Linked DNA regions of Gossypium hirsutum: region 2 is linked to region 1. Evidence: chromatin contacts called from public Hi-C data. All regions are on one chromosome and are shown on one strand. Each heading gives the region's core, a stretch centred on a gene start, on an enhancer-like site or on the middle of the called end of the contact. The rest is flanking DNA. Distances are from core to core; before and after follow the strand shown. Region 1 holds the start of LOC107916225 (flowering time control protein FCA). Region 2 holds the start of LOC107916222 (ER membrane protein complex subunit 6).

Region 1 (6,849 bases), core at 2,936-5,435:
TAAGGAAATGTTGGATGATTGAGATGTTGTGTCATTGATGACACACGAGTTAAGTCTTAGATGGATTGATCTAGCATGTTTTGGATGTTCTTGAATGTGTTTTGAAGTTTTGTGATCATATGTTATAAGTTGGTTTAGGTATTTAAGCATTTGGATGAAATTTAGCTTGTTTTGGGTCATTTTTGGGCACACACGACCTGGGGCACGGGTAGCCACATGGCCGTGTGTCACACATGGGCAACCACACAGGCGTGTGCCTTTAGCGTGTTATGGTACAGGTTGGTCTACATGAGCACAGAAAGTTACACGGCCTGGTGACACGGCTGCGTGACCCTGAGCTACACGGTCACAGTGAGTTACAGGAGCGTGCAGAGTAATCACACGGGCGTGCGTAGTAGCCACATGGCCATGTTCTGAGCCATATGGTCTAGGCTCTATCACATGGCCGTGTGACCCTTATTTTGAACTTTTTCATTTTTGCCCTAAATCTTCTGATCTTTTTCGAATTGGTCCCTGATTGTTCCTAAACTATGTTTAAGGCCTCATAGGCTCGATTTAAGGCCCATAATGTATATGTTACTCAAATCTGAATTATTTACGAAATTTTTAATTATTTTGGTAAACTTGATGCCATTGTTATTGATTGTTCTAGATTGTACTGTAATACGCCGCAATCCTAATTCGACGACGGGTATGGGTTATGGGTGTTAAACTTAGCTGTAACACGCATATAGTGGGGCGACCTAGAGGTAGAGCCTCAATGTCAAAATTTTCTTTTTTTAACTAAATATAAATTGTAGTATTTTATTTACAACGAAGATAAATTGATTAAAAATATTAGAACTATTATTGTTAATTGTACATAAGTCCACTTGTTAAGACTTTTGATCTAGATGTTGATAAGTGTATGTTCATTTAGTAGTTCAACTAAGTTAAGTATGATTAATAAAAACATATTTGGTGGTTTTAGTTATGTTAGTTTTACAAATTAGTTGAAATTTGTTCGTAGTTTGTTTCAGAGTTAATGTGACATCTTGTATTCGGACCCGTCGATCAGGTTGGGTATAAGGTGTTACAGTGATAATCTTAGCTCTTGGAAAGCCAACCTCTTTTCCCCAGTTGGAAGGCTTACACTCATTCAAGCTACCACAACTTTTATCCCTACTTATTTCATGCAAGTAAATCTCCTCCCAACCTTTATATGAAAAATGATTGACCAAATTAACAGAAATTTCCTTTGGGAGGAATAGAAGTAAAGAGGAAACTCCACCTAGCTAGCTAGGATACTATCACTAAACCAAAGCCCTTTAGTGGATTAGTATAAGAAAGCAAAAAAGAGAAATCATGCTTTAATGGTCAACCTTAGTTGGTGACTTATTCACGAGAGGGGGAGTTTGTGGGCAAGAGTTCTTCTCACCAAGTATATGAAAACCTAAAATCCATATCATCATAATCGCACCACATCACCTATTTGGAAAGCCTTTCAAAAGACTAGTCATTTTAATGAAAAGGGCTTGAGATGGGTAATCAAATATGGTGGAAATACTAGATTTTGGCTAGATAACTGGTTGGGCCTTAGCCCTTTAAGAAAAATCATAATTGGCCTACTCACTTGTGATGATGCTAACCTTTCATTTACGATCATGAAAATGAAAGGCCTTAACATTTCAAATTCCTAAGGATATACTACAGATTTTCCTATGCGCCCTTTCCCCCATATAAAGCGTGAACAATCTACTAGAACTTAACAAACTCGAGAAAATTTTCTTTGGAAAGCACCTATGAAACGATCCATGGTCAAGAAACCAGAAGTTTAAATCTCAACCTGTCAGAACAACATTGGAAAAATCTTTGGAAAGCAAAACTACCACCCAAGCTTCAATTCTTTCTCTAGAAATACTTCAAGAAAATCATCCTGACAAAAGACTTCCTCAAACACTGGGGAATGTGATTAAATGAAATAGGGGACTGCTTGTTTTGTAAAAACTCCCCGGAAACAATCGAGCATATCTTTAGAGAATGCACAATAACTAAGGGGTGGTGATCGACTGTTAAAAATCATGCTCCCTTAAGATCCTACTGGGATAGTAACTAGACCGATTGGCTTGACTTGAACATCATTGAAAAAGCTTGGCTGGTTAAGCCAAAAATCCCGTGGCCCTTAATGTTTACGTTCATGCTATAAGAGATTTGTCAATTGAGAAACGTCTTACTCTTTACCAACAATCCAAATCCTAATCTTCTCGTCAACTTGACTAAAGGAAAAGCAACAAAATTTTTTGCTGCGGGTAGTATTAAAAGAGTTCCACAAACTTGTTTCATCCCTCTTAGATGGCAAAAACCTAAACTTGGCTTTGTTAAGGTTAACATGGATGGTTTTGTGCTTAAGAACCCTGGTTGTGTCGGGGCGGGAACTGTTATTAGAAATCATTTAGGGATTGGGTTATAGGGTCGTTTAGATGCATCCCGAGAGCTACAAGCACCAAAGCAGAACCGTTTGCCCTCTAGGATGGACTCAACCTTGCTCTCTTTATGACAGTCATTAGCTTAGTAACGAATTCAAGTAAGGTAAATCATCTTTTAGGGTTTTTTACTAAATTATTATAAAAAAATAAAAAAATAACCAAAATATTATAACTTTTTTTTATTTACCAAAATATTATAAATTTTTTTTATTTACCAAAATATACCAAAAAAACAAAAAACAAAAACCTACAAAAAAAAACCTGTGGCGACACCAAAGGTGCCAAAGAGATTGGCAGCACCAATGGTGCCAAAGGACTAAAATGTAACTATCTGCAGTTTTAAGGACCTGACATGCAAATTTAACATTTTGAATTTTGAAAGTGAATTGCTGCCGCTGTGCGTGTGGGGCGCACTAAAATTGAAATGTGGCTAATTGCCTTCTAAGCCCTCCTTATTTTAATTAAGTAATAAACTCTAATTAGTTAAGTGATAATTAAGATACTTAGAATTCTAATTAAATAATAACTCTATTTTAATTTAATAAACTATTCTCATTTAATAAACTCTAATTTAATAAACTCTATTTTGGTAATTTGATGAGAATAGTTTATTAAATTAAAATAAAGTTATTAAGTAATTTGATGAGAATAGTTTATTAAATTAAAATAGAGTTATTACTTAATTAGAATTCTAAGTATCTTAATTATCACTTAACTAATATTAGATTTAATTAAAAAATTAATAGAAATACCATGCATGCCTTATTGAAAAACCAGAAGTAATAATAAAACTGATCACCCATAAATGTAACCCAAATAGAAAAAATAAATTATAATTATAAACTATTCTCATCAAATTTAGTAAATTTTTTAAATAAACTATTCTCATCAAATTACCAAAATAATACATAAAATGCGAATTAGTTTATACTTTTTTAAATAGCTTTACTTTAGGTAAAATATATTTATTTTAATAATAAAATAAAGGGCTTTTATGAGTAAAAATCATAGATTAAGAGCTTATTTAACTACAAAAATAGGTTGAGGGCTTGTTTATTAAATAAAAAAGTGAGTTAAAGGAAAATAAAAAAAATAATAAATAAGGAGGGCTTAGAAGGCAATTAGCCACATTTCAATTTTAGTGCGCCCCATAGCGGCATCAATTCACTTTTAAAATTCAAAATGGTAAATTTACATGTCAAGTCCTTGAAACTGCAGATAGTTACATTTTAGTTCTTTGGCACCATTGGTGCCGCCAATCTCTTTGGCACCTTTGGCGCCGCCACAGGTTTTTTTTTTTGCAGGTTTTTGTTTTTTTTTTGTATATTTTGATAAATAAAAAAAATTTATAATATTTTGATAAATAAAAAAAAGTTATAATATTTTGGTTATTTTTTATTTTTTTTATAATAATTTAGTAAAAAACCCCCCACCTTTTACAAACTTTAGTTGGTGATTGCAGGGTTTTCCTACATGTGAAAGCATATATTTAGAGAAGCAAAACTCGAACTTTAATTTTCAGTTTGACTCTAATGAAGCTCCGTATGAGTGAACTGATATTTTGTTGGTAGATGGCAATGAACTCATGATGTAGAGCACGAAAAATCAAACTCAAACTTCATTCAGATTGGGCTAAATGACCTCTAAAAGACCAAAACAATTAATTTGGGCCATTATTAGGGAGCCCAGAAACTACTTCATATAAAGAGACTTGTCCTGCCCTGACCTGACCTGCTTTGCCCCCTTGAAAACTCCAACCAAAATTCTCTTTCACTTTGCGTACTTTTTGGTCTCTATCTATTTTCTTCTTTCAACTTGTTTTTGCTAGTAACATTTTCTCTTTGTTTTAATTTCTGCAAATTTCAAGTTTAGGGCTTCAACTTTGAGCTTAAACACACTCAGCAAAGCTGGATAGGTACAGAGCCGACCGCTATGGCGATGGCAACAACACCACCACCAACAACAACCAAGACTCTTACTATAATAACAATAATCACGACCGTTACTATAGAGGACCCTCGCGTTTCTCCGACGCTTCTCCTATGAGCCGCTATAACAACATTAACACCGATACCAATACTAATTTCAACGATAAGTTCGATGCCCAAGATCCCTACCAACACCGTCGACGTAGCCCTAGCAACTTCCGTGGCAGTGGAGGAGGAGGAGGACATCGTCCCTTCGATAGTCCTCCTCGTCAGCATCACAACAGCGCTGGCGGAGGTGGAGGCTTTCGGCCAATTGGAGGTGGCGGAGGAGGGGGAGGTTTTTGGCCTATGGCCGGTGGTTTTGAGGGTAATTATCCAAACCCTTCACCGCATCATCTGCAGCCAGCTCATACGGGACAGAAACGCCCTTTTCCATTTTCTGGCCGTGGAGGTGTTTCCCCCAACAGAGGTTCGTTTTGTTGCTTACAATCCAGGTTATTTTATATTTTTCAATTGTAATTTTTCACTCATTTACTGCTTCCACTAATTGAATAATTCGTCAATACAAAGATTTTAGGGCATTTTCCTTAGCATTTGCTTCTATTTGATGGACTTTCGTTTTGAAGTATAAATTTACCAAGTTCTCAATATTTACTTGAATTTTTTGTTCCTTGGCTGCATGTATGGTTTTAGCTACAGATCATTTATCTTGAATTCTGCTTTCCATATTCGAATTTTATCCTTCTTTACTGAATTCTGACCATAATAATTGCATCCCCAGACCATTACATTACGTATTTTATCTACTTATACTTTTTTTTTATTTTCTTTTTGCTTTGTCAAGATCGATTTGGTGGTGCTGGCGGTGGGGGCAATTTTGCCAAACTTTTTGTGGGATCTGTACCAAGGACGGCTAGAGAAGAGGATGTAAGTCAGTTCATTTTTTGCATGATACTTTTGAAACTATCATACTCCTGTTTGTACTCTTCTTTTGCTTCCAGATATGTAATTTGATTCACTTATCTTCATATGCTGGATGTCGATATATCGAATGAATACCATTTAAGCATTAATGCCATGTAATATTAAGCTATTTTGCATTTTGGACTTTTTGGTATTATTTCCTGTACAAATGATATTATTTATTCATCTTTTGTCAGATTCGGCACTTATTTGAAGAACATGGAGATGTGATAGAGGTTGCTTTAATAAAAGATAAAAAAACTGGCCTACCTCAAGGTATGTATGAATGTTGTTTCATCCTTGGATATTTGTTATTATACCTATCTTATTTCAGGTGTGCTGAGAGGCTGATAGGAGCAAACTTAAGCTCATCTTCGTCTCAGTTTGTTTTTGATACAAGTTCCGCGCTTGTTGGTTTTGGTTGCTACCTCCTTTTTTTATGTCACTCCTGTCAAACAAGGAGAGAAATGTAAACTCGCTAAAAACTGGTTTATGTATAGAAAAAAGTAGGGAACTTGTACCAGAAATGGAACCTGTCCTTGAAATAATGGATTCTGTTGTGAGGGCATTAGCCAACAATAAACTTTCATGGCAGTGTTTATTTCCATTACTGTAGTATATCTACATATATACATTGAAGGATGTGCTGCTTTTGTATTATGTAAAAACAAGTAACTCTATGATTGTTGTGTTGAATGGTTTATGTCATATTGTTGGTTGGAGGATTTCTGTGGTTGACTTCTATCTTGGAGAATCTGGTAATTCTTATTTTAATACGGGGGTTGAAATTTCTATGGACCAGTTTTATTCTGTTTAGATGGATTTGAATTTGGATGTTTATGTGATATGGATGATTATTCAGTTCTGTGTGTTGCAAATTCCTTGATTCTATGCTTTGTTACTTGGAGCTTTACAGGCATCACACTTTTTTGGGATTGATTTATGTGCATGGGAGTTGATTTTTTGGTGACTCTGTATTTGGGCATGTTGGTTGAATTATTTTTATCGGTTGGATGGCTAGTCTATATTGGTTGCCGGCTCATTTTCTGTATCGATTTCTATCCTTATAATATTACTAAAAGTTCCGTGGGAATTCTCTTTTCTACAATAGAAAGTTAGTTGCTGCTGCTGCTGCATCTTGTGACTGCAACCTGATGCAGCAGTTAGCATTGGTTATTTAATCAGCAAATTTGCGCTTATGCTCCAGGCTGGCTTTGTGGTTGCCCTAATCATTTTTTCTTTTGAATTTCCCTAAATTTATGTGATACCAATAGGATTGTGTAGTTTGAACTCATTGATTTTTATTTTATTCCACCTGTCATGTCCCATTTATAATATAATTGCTGCCCTGCTCAGATTTTGGTTGCTTCTTGGTTTTTATTTATTTATTTATCTATAGTTTCCATTGTTGATTGTATCATTAGTGCTTGCCTTTTGTGCCAGATAGTGAGAATGCTGATGGATTTCTCATTCAGGGAACTCATTTTCTTTTT
Region 2 (6,849 bases), core at 2,097-4,596, 130 kb before region 1:
TGAATGATTGGGGTCTTCGGAGACTAGCATACAAGATAAAGAAAGCTAAGAATGCCCACTACATCTTGATGAACTTTGAGTTGGAAGCTAGATGGATTAATGAGCTTAAGACCATGTTAGACCAAGATGAAAGAGTCATTCGGCATCTGGTGATAAAAAGAGACGAGGCAATCACTGAGGATTGTCCACCTCCACCCGACTGGCACACTGTTCGTGCAGGTGGTGATGATGAAGCTGAAGTCGAAGATGATGAAGATTATGATGATGGTGATGATGTATATGAAGTTGATGATGATGAAGAGCTGGAGGAGGAGGATTGGGATGGAGAAGATGATGTGGATATCTTTGAAGATGGTATTGTTGCTGGAGATGACGATTACATAGAAGAATCAAAGCACAAATCAGGTAGTGTTGGGAATGAAGGTAGAAGGAATCTTAAAGCTCAAAAAGTTTCTAAATAGGTAAACATTCTTCTTAAATCTCTCTCAGTATTCAGGTTTGAGAGGGGAGAGCAGGTGTTCTTGTAAGGTTTGTATGTTTATGAAATTTCATGACTATTTTTAGTATTAAATGAAGAAATTATATTTTTGAGACGAGCAATGGAAATCATCTACAAACCTCAAGACCCACACTTGCTATGACAACACTTCCAATGGCAGGTTAAAATTACTGATAGAAAACACTTCAGCTGACCCAACCATTGATTTTTTGTTGAATCAACAATAATTCAAGAATTTAATGCCAGCTTAATTAGAAGAACCAAACTCCTCCCAGTCATCCCGAGTAATAGATAAACAATACTAGCTTTCTTTGAGGTCCACTTCGCCCTTTAAGCACTACCACTAGCAAAACCAAGTACAGTGTGAGTAGTAATTGAGAGTAAAAAAAACCCATGGTTACTTCCATTTCGTCTGCAGCCATTGTTGCAACCAGACTCTTCATTTTAGGGAAGCTTTTAACACTATTGGTAATATCTGAAATTCAAACTTGGGAATTATACGCCAAAATCTCACATTATTATTGAGAATATAATATTCCTTGAATTAAATGCACCCTTAAAGCGCCTCGGGTTCACATAATATTAGATTACTTAGAACGTTATACATTCTTTTATTTAAATTCATTTAGCTAAAATATAAGATTATTTAAAAGCACATTCTGGTATAGAAGTTACTTCTATTTAAGCTTATACTATTTTATATCTAGTTTTTAAATAAATAAATTGAAATTAGCGAAGATGAATAAGTAGCTGGGGCTTTATATATATATATAAAAGTGATAGGAATTTTTCTTTTTGTACTTACTCTAGCAGCAGTTCCAGGCCAAGCTAGAGTAAAGATAATAGGTAGAAACTTCTTGTGTTGGCTCAATCTGGTACATGTATACATCTACTTTAAAAATATATCAAAGGATAAAAAAATTATCATTTTGATTTAAGTAAAACGAATCAAAGTCTTTACAAATGGGGTAAAATTATCTAAAATCTCTCATTATCATGGGAATGTAGGATTAACTAAGGAAGAGGTGGTGTTCAGATTATCGATTATCCCCTATATTTTAAAATCTTGGCAGTAGTGGAGTGTGATATTATCGACTTAAAGTAATCTTTGAAATCTAAATAGAATGCTATTCCAGAATCTTACCTTATCCTCGAAAATGTAGGATTACTTTTGCAATATGGTTACGGGGATATAATATTATATAACCATTATCGGAAATGTTACATTACTTGTTTGGTTCATGGGTGGGAATGTAAGAATTTTAGTGATTAGTTGATGGAATGTAATATTACCTAAAAGTACATTAAATTAAATAATAATTATTTTTAATTTAAATTTTTTATAAAATTATGATAAATTATCAAACCTATTTTTGTTACACCTTAATTTAAACATCTTTCCTAATATTTGTAACTACCTATAATTATCATTTATTTATTTTACAGAATTTGATAGTCTTTATGAGAAGGGAAGTAAAACAATTTGTTTTTCACAAAAATATTGCTTATACTAATCCTATACACATTATATATGGGTAAAGTATAAAATAAATAAATAATAGACGAAAATTTAATATAATGTAAATATAAAAATTATTTACCTTTTTTCTTTTTTACATTTTATAGGAAAATTTTAAATTCTCAAATTTAAAATTATATAATAATGATAATTTTTTTATTTTCATCCTTGAGTTACACTCAATCATAAAAAGAAGGTTCAAAGGACATTCCTCATGCTTGACATGTGGTATAGCCTCTATTTTTTTTATAGGATAATGATAAATTTTCAATTTTAGTCCTTATGCTACACTCAAATTTTAGATTATGAAATAATAGTCAAATTTCAGTTTTAATCCTTATGTTACACTCCAATTTAAAATTTAATCTTTATACTTCTACTTTTTGATGTAATTTGGCAACTCAATTTTTCACAATGTCATTTATTAACTCAAATATTTTATTTTGATTATTATCCTGATGTAACTTTTTAGAGTTATTAATGCTATTAAAGTTATTTGTTAAATTAAAATACATTACAATATCATTTTTTTAAATACATTGCAATTAATTTTTTTTAATTTTAAAATATTTAATAGTATTAACAATTAGATCTGAATTTTTTAAATTTAAAAGGAAAAGGAGCTAAATTTCTAAAAATAAAAATAAAAATACTAAATTTCAAAGCATATTTTAATATTCAAATATTTATTCTAGAATTTTAATATTTTTATTAAATTCAAGTCCGTTGCAATGTTATTTTTTTTTACATGGATACCAAATGAGTATTTTTTTTCATTTCAAAATGCCACAACAACAAATTTAACAAAATAATTTTAATAGCGTTATCAGATGGATCTAAATTTTTAAATTCGAAAAGTAGAAGGATTAAATTCCAAATAAGAAAAGAGTATAAGAACTTTGAGCAAATTATAACCTTTAAATTTTTACTCTATAATTTAGTCAATAAATAAATAATTAACCCAAAACCAAGCGTGGGTGGACACCGTAGTAGTTTGATTTTTTGACCGTTAAGAAAAGTCCTTTTTCAGCAAAGATGGCAATAGGGATGCGTTTTATGTTTCTCTCTCCAAAATTGGCCTACTTTCGTTAATATCTTTTGAAATTGGCATATTCGACTAATTTACCCAAAACAATAAAGATTGAATAATAAAAATGATAAATACGCACGATGTGGATGTTTAAAAGATGATACAAATACATCTCTTGTAAAATTAGTTTAATTAAGATTAAACAATAATTCATAAAAAATAAAACCAAAAAAAAATGCTAATTTTTATTTCTGTGGATTTTTTTTATAATTTTGAAAAAGTAAAGGGAGTGTAATGGCATTTAATGGAAAGACGGGATTATTTAAGACTTGATCAAAATAAAATAAAAATTTCGAGTGGGCTATCTCGAAGTAAATTCTCAGTAGAAGAATACAGGAAAAAAAGGGTGTCTCGTATTCTCCGATCATCTGGGTAAACTCTTTTTTTTCTTTTTTTGTATTCTCTTATCTGTTTTTGAATGGTTTGTTGATGCTTAGATCCATTACTATCCCCTACGTTTCGATTATCATGGATGTAAAATTCTTATATTCTTTCATATTAACCACTTGAAATTTTCGAAATTTGATAATGTATATCTATGCTGCCTTTTGATCGAAGTTCCAAAATTTGAGACGCTCTGCCGTAGTCAAAGGAACATGTAATACGATAAATGTTTCGGAATCTGTTTTTCATATCAGTAATGCTGCATTGATCTTTTAGATTAGCGCAGTAAGGACTTTATAATTGTTTCTCAACTATTTCGCTTGTGCTTCACTGGGTAATTCACCGATATGGTATTTCTTTTTCGTTTTCTTTATACTAAGCCTGTCAATTGGATGGATGGGATTGATTATTTTGACTCCAAATCATTTTGATTAGTGTTTGATGCTTTGATTTTTTACGGATTTAAATCATTTCAAAATTTGTCGTTCTGAATTATTTTTGGGATTTGGATTGCAGAATTGACAGGTAATGGCAGGACAGGGTGATTCAAGTTCATCTGAGAAGAAATCAAAGGAAGTTATGAATGATGTATCAACTTTTAGAGCAGAGAATTTGCAGAATAACATGAAAGTTGTATATTACAGGTATGTCTATGCTCACATTTAGTGAAGATACTAAAAGTTGTGTGTTGAAAGCCAATACTTGAGATAAGCATTGTGGTTTCATTTGCAGCCGAACGTTTTTGTCGATAATCGGAGGGGCTATTGCTGGGATTTTAGGGTTGACAGGCTTTATGGGTTTTATATTGTATTTCATTGTCATGGCAATTACTTCAATTGGACTCATAGCAAAGGCAAAGTTCTCCCTTCATTCTTATTTTGATTGCTGGAATCGGATTATACTCGATGGATTCTTGGGTGGGCTTATGGTAAAGCCTTTTCTTTTATGTTTTGACTTGCTTTACGTATTCCCATATCTTCAATGAATCTAAATTTTGTTCTTTTGCTTTGCCTAACCTTTCATCTTTTTCCTTGGCTTATATTCTTCTTTTATTTTTGCAGTCATTTGTGCTATTCTGGACGTATCCTTTTCTTTAGATTTAGAAACTTTCTACACAACATTGCGTTCTGTAATCATGCTTAATTGAACTCGATCGGAAAAAAAACTTGAGCTCAACTCAAAATTGGTTGCGCAAAACAAGATTCGAGCTCAAATGAATACAAGTATAGAAGCTGAAGCTCAGTTTGAATTCGTTATATATGCAAATTCAAGTCGAGTAGGTTGTTAGCTGCTCGAACCTACTCAAGCTCAGTTCAATTGATGGCTTGCTCAAGCCTAGTACAACAATGATCATATTTGTCCAAGTAGCTTACGAGTGTCTAATTGAATAATGAAACTTTCTTAAATCCTACAAAAGTTTTGGTTACTCGAATTTGAGATAGCCTTGTTGAGGTGAATTCAACCTCGATTAATAGTAAGCTACGTTTGAATATCTTTTGTTTCATATCTTAATACTCTACTACTTTCTTTAACTTGAATAGACTTGCTTATGATATCGTGCATATATTCTGAGGAACTATCTCCTATGATCTCGGCTGGAAAAGAAGCTGCTCTGTTTCCCTTGCTGCTGGCATTTGCAATCGGATTCCATGTTTTTGTTACCTTTTCTTCTTTACTTTCTATTGCATTTTATTTTCCATTTTCCTTTGTTCCTAGATTCAACAAATCTTGGAATAAAACGTAAGGCATATTAATTAAAGGCAAATCTTTATTTAATAAGATCGATGTAATGCAAACCAATATGTGTACGTTTTAGACATGGTAACGAATCATGTAGTAACTATATCGTGTGTTTAGAAAACAATAATAGTGAACAAAAATAACCAACCTCAATTTGGAGGTTTTATACCGACTTTAACCTTCCATGTTCCGATATTCCGCATGATCTGATCAAGGAGACGTATTCTCCTATTGAATTCTGCAATTTTACGTTTCCATTGTGAAGGAAAATACTTCCAACAACACAGTGATGAACAAGGTCATGGTGGCTGCCTCCTACTATCTCTATATTTATAGTTCTCACACCTGCAAATTCCAATACAGTAAAGGCCGTCAGATTCAGATTTTCAAGTATTATACTCACTATTTGCTGTTTTCTCAGTTATACCTGTCAATTGAATAAATCAGTTCGGTTTTGTGTCAGATTGATTTTTATTTTAAAATTTTCAAGTCATTTTGAGTTCTAATAATTTAGGGTCAATTCGTTCTAAGTGTTTTGGGAATAAACCATTTTGGGTTTGGATCATTTTTGAATTTTGTCATTCAGGTTCGGGAAATTTTGGGCTAATTGTTTGGATTGTTTTGAATGAAGGTCATTTCGGGTTTACTTGTTCGGATTGTTTTAGGTTCCAAGTCGTTTTAGTTTTGAATTTTAAAATTCAGATCAAAATTGACAGGCCTACTCTCAAGTGACACAATTAGATTAATTTGAACTAAACCTTACCAACATCTGAGGGATTCTTAGGAACACGAAAGAGAGAGAGTATAATATGCTCGAGACTACAACACCAGTAATCAAGTTGTGGAGAAGGCGCTTGTTGTCTTTGGTAGGTACAAAAGCTGATTTCAGTATATTTGTCAAGTCAAAGAGTCTGTAAGAAATCTGCAGGCAAGAAAGAAAATGTCAGGGCATGACTAATGAGAGATATTTTCAGTTCCCAAAGATGACACCGTTTTACTTACTGCAAGATATATGGAAGTCGTAAGCATGAAATTCAACATTGGGTAATCTGGGATCAGAGAAAGGAGCAGCTTAGGCTGACCATCTGGAACCCCGGATCTGCACATTGATCGGATGTTGAGTTAAAAATTCATATGCTATGATTTAGAGGTTCGAATTCGGATCAACTCCTAGAGAGCAGTTGAAGCACCAAGAATTCTCATGTCGTCAACTTCAGCTTACCTTAGCCAGATGTGAATCTGCGAGATATAGGTCTCCAGTGTAATCTTTCCAAGCCATCTGGAAATGAAAGACATATATTAGCTCCACCTTATTGGTCATTGGAAAACAAAAGAATAAAACAAGAGACGATTAAGGGTTACTTACGCAAAAAGGGTTAAACTGTAGCTTCGGAAGGATTGAGTAACATTTCTTAAACATATATACACACTGGTGAAAACAAGGAACAAAAATTTATCGGTAAAAGCCAAAATGTTCAGATATGTCAAAATATCAACACAGTCGACATGAGACCTACGTTATCGGGATCCATGACGTGTAAGGGTGGTATTTATTGTAGGTGATCTTGTCAAGCTTGTAAATGTGCTCGAACCATAGAAATCCCACCTACAAGTTTA

Evidence for each region. A called contact is a pair of places that touch in the nucleus more often than the background predicts.
Region 2: a contact with region 1 is called in a Hi-C map of leaf, with 3 times the contacts expected there. The contact joins the promoter of LOC107916222 here to the promoter of LOC107916225 in region 1. A contact is called at or near these places in 17 of 34 Hi-C or Micro-C datasets (callus, fibers, hypocotyl and 3 more).

The regions. Positions count from the first base shown.
Region 1 is chrD10:53,288,511-53,295,359 of Gossypium_hirsutum_v2.1, reverse strand. It overlaps LOC107916225 (flowering time control protein FCA), which reads left to right and starts at 4,185. Exons shown (of 19, transcript XM_041103269.1): 1 at 4,185-4,862; 2 at 5,238-5,320; 3 at 5,554-5,632. The coding sequence starts at 4,508.
Region 2 is chrD10:53,421,615-53,428,463 of Gossypium_hirsutum_v2.1, reverse strand. It overlaps LOC107916222 (ER membrane protein complex subunit 6), which reads left to right and starts at 3,346. Exons shown (of 5, transcript XM_016845379.2): 1 at 3,346-3,480; 2 at 4,009-4,136; 3 at 4,225-4,420; 4 at 4,554-4,573; 5 at 5,034-5,404. The coding sequence starts at 4,021. The coding sequence ends at 5,064. It overlaps LOC107916221 (protein REDUCED WALL ACETYLATION 2), which reads right to left. Exons shown (of 16, transcript XM_016845378.2): 11 at 6,750-6,838; 12 at 6,599-6,661; 13 at 6,455-6,511; 14 at 6,235-6,331; 15 at 5,996-6,154; 16 at 5,243-5,577. The coding sequence ends at 5,572. It overlaps LOC107916220 (acidic leucine-rich nuclear phosphoprotein 32 family member A), which reads left to right. Exons shown (of 5, transcript XM_016845376.2): 5 at 1-593. The coding sequence ends at 461.